2 separate regions of the Drosophila melanogaster genome follow, and region 1 is linked to region 2. A link is a contact called in public HiChIP or PLAC-seq data. All regions are on one chromosome and are shown on one strand. Each heading gives the region's core, a stretch centred on a gene start, on an enhancer-like site or on the middle of the called end of the contact. The rest is flanking DNA. Distances are from core to core; before and after follow the strand shown.

Region 1 (3,954 bases), core at 732-3,231, 67 kb before region 2:
ACAGACACCTTGCCCCTTTGGGGCATCACTCACCCCCTTTTCCGTCTGCCGCTTCTGCTGCTTCTTCTTCTTCTTCTTTAAGTCAAGGCCACACAGCAGCAAATCTGCACGATGGCTTCTAATTTGAATTTTACAACATGCACTTACTGCGGATGCCTCGCAATGCGAATAATGCTGTTTGTATTTGCCTGCCTTATTTATGGCCGCAGCTAGTGTAATTAATCTTCTGTGGAGCCGCAATAGATGCGAAATGCGAATGCAGCATCTGAAATGTACGAGTACTAAGTCACAGGCAACATGGCATAAATTTCCTGCCTGCTTATTTATCATCTGGCCATTTTGATTTGGCGACTCTTTATGGCATTTTCAGTGGAAGTTAGTCGCCGGATTTAGTTAGTTGGCTGCCTAGTCAGTGGGTGTGTGCGCCGAGTGTTGGACGACAGATGGGTCGAGGTGCAGTCAAAAAGTGGCACTTACGGCCTTTGTTTGTGCCTCGTACGGCTCGAACTGGCCAAAACAGCATTGAAGATCTGCAAATATTTGTGTATTTGCACACAAGTGCGGCAGACAAGACCGAAATTAAGTTGTCAAGGAAATATATAACAAATATTAAATGGGCGGATAGTTTGAGCGAACTATGGTGAACTAACATGGAAGCTGTTTGCACTCCTCAAGTATTGGCAAATATTATTTTCAGTGTGGGATATGCCAACTGTGGGCAGGGAACTTTAATCTGCGGATAATGTAAGCCAATAACTCAATTTGTGTAATTAAAATATATGAATAGTAGATATTTTCATTACATGGATAATTTATTGTCTTGTATCTTCAGGGATAATTAAAGTTGCCCTCTTAACTGAGCACATAAACATAATTAAGTTGCCAGTTTCCAAAAATTTGTTAACTAGCTTAACTAATGAATAATCCAATACTCTCAGCTTTGTTAGCCACTGTTAAAGTATCTGCAATTAGCCGCGGGAGCAACAATAGTTTTGCATACATCTCTTGCGCGCCGTGAAAAGCCAGTGAGGCAATCGCAGTTACAAAAGTCTGGCGGGGAAACAAACGAATAACGGCCCACGCACAGACGGCAATTAACTGGCACACAGCCACACAAAAGACCACTGAGAGAAAAATGTAGTATGCATCATCGATATGTTCTTTCTTGATGGTACACTCTAGGTATATAATATTTTCTTAATTTCAAATACTTGTAAAATTAATTTTTTTCAGTGTAGTTACATGTGCATTTGACTCGAGGATGCCTAATGATCATATGCATGAACATAAAGACAATGAAGTCATGTGGAAGACCCAGACCGCCGACTGATGATCACAACCGGCACACGTGTGTAAATAGAGGAATATGGGTTTTCTATGGGAAAAATGAGAATTATTTATTGTATGTATACTTGATGGGTAGCAAAATTAGTTTGGAGATTGCGCCACACACAACAATAACGCAAAACTAAAGGGGACAAACAAACCCAAACTAAAGTAATTCTTATATATCAAAGTCAATGGCTAGCCTGACATACATAACGACTGATAAAGAAACTGGCAAGAGAATTATGAATACTATGGACGAAAAAAATGTTTTGCGAGGCGACGTTTAAATGCCCTTGCACTTATAAAAAGTTTATAAGTGTATTGCTTTATTCCGCCCGATGATTTTTGTTTATAAAGCGCACTTAAATAGTTTTGAATGATAACATTCATATATACATACGACTTGCATATGTAAGCGACAAAATTCCTAAGCTTATGCTTAAAATCGTCGTACATATACCCGTACTATAAAGAAGGGTATAGCAACAGCAGCGGCAACACGCGCTGAAAGTCAACAGCGCCGCTCTCTGTTATCTAACAGAGGTAGAGAAGTGTAACGGTTAAACGCCGCGTGGGAGCAGCCGCTAGTCAGATATTTTCATTTTCGAGCGTTTTCGAAAATTTCTCTACCGATCAGTTTTAAAAGACACGCCAAACAGTGCGAAACGTTCTCGAACGCTACGGAAAAGAATTCGAAGTACAGAACCAATACAAAAGTTCGGCAGTTCGCATTGTTTGAGTTGAAAACAAAAGTAAAATTTAATTCATTTCAAAATAAACAAACAGAAATCGACACAAAATGCACAGCAAATTGTTGGACGAGGTGGGTATTTATATTCAATCAATCGATCGAAATTTTCCGTGTGCATATAACTACATATTTTGGAAACCAACGTATTATTTATTGGAAGCACTCTTAGTTAGTCATCTTCATCCTGGGATGACTTGTTCCCAAAGAGTCATCGTGTTATTTACAACCATCTGCATCATAAACATTTCGTTGGCTCGGAAAATTCAATGTCGGAAAAGCATTCTTTTGTTGCTCTGCAGAATAATGAAAAGTCAAGGAAATTTTTGCAGATTGAGGAAATGTTTTCAGATTCTGGAAATTTCACCTATTTGGTTAAACCAAATACACAGAACAACAACTCTTAATACCAGACTAGTTTCCAAACAACGTGTGGGGCTCATAAAATTGACACGGTGGTTAATTATGGTTTAGAATTGTTTGTTGACAAACTGGTTTGCACTTGGACAACTTCTTGATTGAATTGAATATTTAATTCAGCATAAAATAGATTCTACGCCCAAGTTCTAGTTCACCAAGCTATTACTAAGCATGTGGATTACAAACTATTGCAAAGTTCCCCGTGCAAACAAAGCTTCACTGCAAGCACTTGCCATTATCAAATTCAAAGCGATTACAAAATCAGCTGGCTAAGCATGTTATATGACAAACGGTGAGCATACGTGATGAATGCAACTGCTGGCTGATTGCTGACCCTCTGGTGTAATTTTCCATGCACACGCCTTTGTAATGGAAACACAAACATATATCTACGGGTAAATTGTGCATAGAGCACCATCCGGAAAATGGGCCCACTTTCCCGCCCCTCTTTTTCTTTTCCGATGATTTATCTTCGCGGTTCTGTTAGCGTCAGATCGACAGCTGACCCGATCTCTTTCGTCTTTTCGATCACTTCAGGTGATTTTGTCGGCTGCCTTTGAGTCACGACGACTATTTTTACTCTCGTTTTTCATTTTCAAAATTCTCGCTCGAGCAATTTAAATTTATTTAATTTAACCAAACTCATGCCACTAGGAACCGGGAGAAAGAATGGAAGAGCACCCACAACAAAAGTGATTTGTTTGTTGCGAGTCGAAATTCTATTGCTCTTCCTGAAAAGTCAGGCATAAATCTAAGAGATATTAATTGTTCAACAAAGCAATCATTTATCTTTGTTTAGATGCCACTATGAGTATCGTTCTCGATCGCCAATCCACTATACCCTTTCTAAAATATGCGCTAGGAGCAGAGAATGTGTGAATTTTCAATTTTACGTTGACTGATTTCAATGAATGAGCACGGATTTCGGTTCGTGGGTTTATGTCAGGCAGAATTAACATTTTGACGTGCACCGGAATTTGTTAATTAGCGAACGTTAGAAAGGTGAACAAAGTGAACTAGTGCACTGAGCGAAAAGGACAGTCTTTAAAAAAATACTTATTGTATTTTCAATGAAATGGTTAACGATCTATTTAAAACTTATATTTGTTTTCATACTTTCAAATAGTAGTTTTCTATATTGGCCCATTTATGTTGCTAATTTTTTGCGATGTAGTTTGCTGCGATTATGGTATAATACCCGTAAGTTCGAAATAGTAAGCGCGTGCCCATTATGCAGTCGGTCAATCGGTCAGTTGGTGCGATAATGCCTCCAGACCCCGTAGAGTCCGGTTAGAGATTGCCGGACCCGCCAGACCAGACGGCGCAGCCGATAAGCAATATATGTAGCTTAAAAAGATTATTCCTTGAATTGACTGAAACCTTCATCCGCTTTCCTATTTTCAGCTGAATGAAAACGGCTACATTGTCATCGAGGACTTCCTCACTGCCGAGGAAGT
Region 2 (4,091 bases), core at 283-2,782:
ACGGGAAATCCTTTTGGCGAGCGTCGGAAAACAAACAAGGCTATTTTTCATTTTCCTAAAAACGCCGGCCAAATCGCCCCGTCTCTCTCGCTCGCCAGTATCCCCGTCTCTTTCGGCGTAATGGCAACTGCAGCGCCAAGCCAAAAATACGCTGGTGAAAAATGGCCTGGGAATATGTGTTAACTGCTTTTTAAACTGCCACGAGGACGACGACACGACAGTAACAATAACAGCAACAATAGACAGGATTTCGGACTGAATACGAAGATTGGCATACCTTGTTACCCTGTAGTTATTGGTAAAACAAATTGGACTAATTTATTTTAGTTTAAAATGTAAAAAAAAATTTGTACAATCACGCCGAAGATATCACAATTGACTGAAAATTGCCCAAACATACTTGTCATCAAAAAACTTGTTCAAATAATGCAAAAGCCCGTTTCCTCAATTTTTTATTTTTGGTTTGAGATGTAACACCATTTGTACAGGGTATATAAAAAACCAAATGAGAGTAGATTCGCCAAACAGGAGCGCAGAATGACCTGCAAAATATGCAATTTTCAGCGAATGTTTTTGACAATTTATCGCCGTTCCATTTGTTGTTGTTCCCCAAGAAGTAAGAAAGAGAGAGAGAGGAGAAACTCGAACAGCTGTTTGTTGTTGTCAGGATCGCATATCCTTCCAAAGTGGCCAGATCACCGTTACAAGCCAAAAGGACGCAATAAAGGAACTGCAGCGAAAAGTTTGTTTTTGTCGTCCACGTTTCTTCTTCTTCTCCTTCAAGTTTCTTCTCTTTTTTGCCGCTTTTCTTCGAAGGCGTTGCCTATTCGGGCAAAAGTGTGTGTGTGCGAGTGTGTGTGGGGGCGCCAAAAGAGAGCGAAAAGTGAGCGAAAGCTGAAGCTGATGGACAACTGAAGCTTTCTCGCTGCCTTTCAACCTGTAAAGGTGCGGCGAAAAAGAGCCAAGCTGCCAACTGCCACTCACTCAAGCGAAAATAACAAATGGGATTGGTTTTTGCTGATTTTCGACGCCGACGCCGGCAGAGGGGCGAAAAACCCATAAGCCGTCTCCTTTTGGCCAAAGCCAAATAAATTTCAAACGCGGCGAACATTGCGCAAAAAGAGGCGAAAACTGAGAAAGAGAAAGAGATAGAACACCGCTGTACGGTACTGTATATGCATGTGAATGACAAGTGTGTGTATGACAGAAGAGGCGTACCAACAAATCAGTCATCGTCGCCCAGGATGCGAGCGCGCCTGCGCAGGCAATTCGCCGGAGCGTTCGCATAAACCATATATTCCTCTCGCTTGCACTCGCTGAGTTATGGCCAAGAGCGAGTTAATGGCACAATTGTTGCATCTGAACAGAGCGGGGCAGCTGCATGATTGACAATCATGCCGCACCGCTTGCACCCGTTGACTTTGCTGTTGTTTGTCGCTCAGCGCTCTCTTCGCTGTTAGTTAACAGCGATGTTAGGAGTGGAAACACGTCCGACTGTAGCGTAAATTCAAACGTATCTGGCGGGTTGGTTTTTCGATGAAATATCTTTCATCCGCACAGTGTATTTTTGACTGCGAAGCGCGTACGACGTGTGTCTGTGTTGCGTTGCGTTCGAATAAAAAAGAGAAGAAAAGCGAAAAAGTGTTGCCGTCGGTGAAGTTTATTATTATTATGATTATTATTATTGCCCGTTAACCACGCGTTTTGCCATCAATCAACAAATAAACAACACAAGAAACACTTTGGAAATCGCGCGCGTTTTTCCATCGCGCGAACAAAACAATCACGTTTTTTAGTGTGTTTTTCAATCACAATCGAAAAGTTCTCCTTTTCACAATTGAAGGCCAAAATAAATACTGTTATTTGAGGGCCGCGGAGGGAATTTCTTTCAACGAGGGGATCCCGCCGATCCCCCCGCAAAAACAAAGAAACACGCAAATTGCCGTCGCAAAAACACAACAGAATATATTGCATTATATATTAACAATATAATTTGTTCATCTCTAGTAACGTAGTATGTAGAAGCAGCTGTGATAAATAGTGCGCATATTATACGAAAAAAGCAAAAAGAGTATACGACAAACAAATAAAAATTAAAAGCAACCACAACTACTACTATAAAAATAACCAAGGAAAAGGCAAGGAAACTCGCAAAACGAGAGAGAGAGGAAAAGGGAAAAAACGCCATGGATTTATGACAACAACAAATGCAACCCAGTAACAAATGATGTTGCAGCAACTACTACAATACACGAGTATACCAAGAACATCAACAACAACAACTGCAACGGCAACCAACAACAAATTGTATACGATTTTTATAAACCAAACAAATGCTATGTAAATAATTATTATAACAAACACACAAGTAAAAAAAACATTCAAAACCAGATCTCCCGCTCTAGAAAACAAACAACAAACGCGCGCGTAACAAAAACGACAACATCAACAATACAACAAGTATACAAACGTAATAATAATACATAAAATCTAAACAAATGTGCCTGTGTTAAAAAAAAAGAAAGCAAAATCAAGAAGCAAAGCGTTCAAAAAGCAAAGGCTTCCCAATACATGAAAAAAGTGCAAAACATATATAAAAATCCAAGAAAATAACATCCAAAACTGAAGAACTGGAAAAGCCAAGAGTAAATCTAAGGACTCCACACGGGCAGCTACAGTAGAGCTTCCCTAAAACCGAAGCAGTTGCAGCGGCGGAGCGGGACGTCGGTCAGTGTGTTGCGCCCCCATTTGTTGTTCCTACTGTAAAAAGTGGCACAAATCGGGTTAGACGTCGCTCCCAGAGCATTAATGGCTCAGCCCAGGGTAAGTAGATCCACCAAAGTTCACTTTCTAAATATATAGAATCCATATAGAATGGTCCCCCGAGAGTGTTGTTATCCTTAAACAAGTTCCGACGGCTAAAAAACAAATGGGGTTCAGTCAATTTGTAATCAAGTCAAGTGGTGCCGACGGCACTTACAGGTTGTAGTTTATGATGATATTGTAACAGTTTTCATATCATGGATATGTTACCAGTGTAACCAAATCAATCTATAACCAGAATACGCAAAAAGTTTTAAAAATCTTCAGATATTAGTTAATCCAACTTCATGAAGTAGATCTATATAAATATTTCTTATACATGGCCTCCAAGCTTCTCCAATTTAACCCATTACAATCAATTCAATGGGGAATAGTTCTTGTTTATTAGAGCCCTATCAAAATGAATTTTAACTAAGCGTTTCTGAGTGTGTGTGTGTGTGTGTGCTTATGTGTATTGGAATAGGACAGAAATCACATTTGATTTATGCGGGTCATTTTCTGGTACAAGTTTATATAATTAACTGAGTCTGCAGCTAGACCATTTTATTTGGGAAGTGATGGAAATCAAAGATCGCCGAAATAGTGATAGATATTGTATTACATTAAACAACGGTTTACTCTAGAAAATCATTAAATAATGTTTATTGAAAATTGTTAGCTTTTCCCCTTAACTTTTCATTTTCACACCGCAATAGTTGATTCGATTTTTGTTTAAACATGGCTGGGACCTTCACCTCCGAAAAGCCCCCCCGTTGCATAGCCACAATGATTCCACCATTTTCCATCACGTTTATAAGGCATAAATTCTCGCCTCGCTTTTTAAACGGAGTAATAATTTTTACAATCCATCTGGATCGTAAATTATATGCTAATCAGGTGACCGGCAGTCTCCGCTCGCCCGCTCTTCAAAAAAATATTATTACCAAATCGCAGTTAGACTTTATCAATTGATTATCATGGACATGCGAAGTGAACTTGATTTTTATTTAACGGAGCAAAAAGACCTCAAACATGGCCGTTTGCCTGTGTGTGTGCTACCAATTAGCGTGTGTGTGTGTGTGTGTGTTACCAAAAGGTGGGCCATGCTCTTTGGGAGCATTAAAAAAATCAGAAAGAAATATAAAAAATAAAAATGGATATGGAAATGGAAATGGAGATGGGAAAAAAGAAATGCCCGCGGGAATTTTGTGTGTGTCTGCGTTACTGGCGAATAAATTTACGCCTGTGGTTTAATACCCGATTCTGTGCCGAATTTACCTCTTTGAATC

What was found. HiChIP or PLAC-seq counts read pairs in DNA pulled down with a chosen protein or histone mark.
Region 1: a contact with region 2 is called in an H3K27ac HiChIP or PLAC-seq map of the Kc167 cell line, with 2.2 times the contacts expected there. The contact joins the promoter of Phyhd1 here to the promoter of hth in region 2. A contact is called at or near these places in 5 of 107 Hi-C or Micro-C datasets (the Clone 8 cell line, the Kc167 cell line, the S2 cell line and 1 more) and 1 of 6 datasets of contacts at active chromatin or transcription factors (the Kc167 cell line).

What each region holds. Positions count from the first base shown.
Region 1 is chr3R:10,678,952-10,682,905 of dm6, reverse strand. It overlaps Phyhd1 (Phytanoyl-CoA dioxygenase domain containing 1), which reads left to right and starts at 1,981. Exons shown (of 3, transcript NM_001104270.2): 1 at 1,981-2,152; 2 at 3,902-3,954. The coding sequence starts at 2,129. It overlaps lncRNA:CR44230 (long non-coding RNA:CR44230), which reads right to left and starts at 274. Exons shown (of 2, transcript NR_073996.1): 1 at 34-274.
Region 2 is chr3R:10,611,717-10,615,807 of dm6, reverse strand. It overlaps hth (homothorax), which reads left to right and starts at 1,532. Exons shown (of 14, transcript NM_057228.5): 1 at 1,532-2,823. The coding sequence starts at 2,809.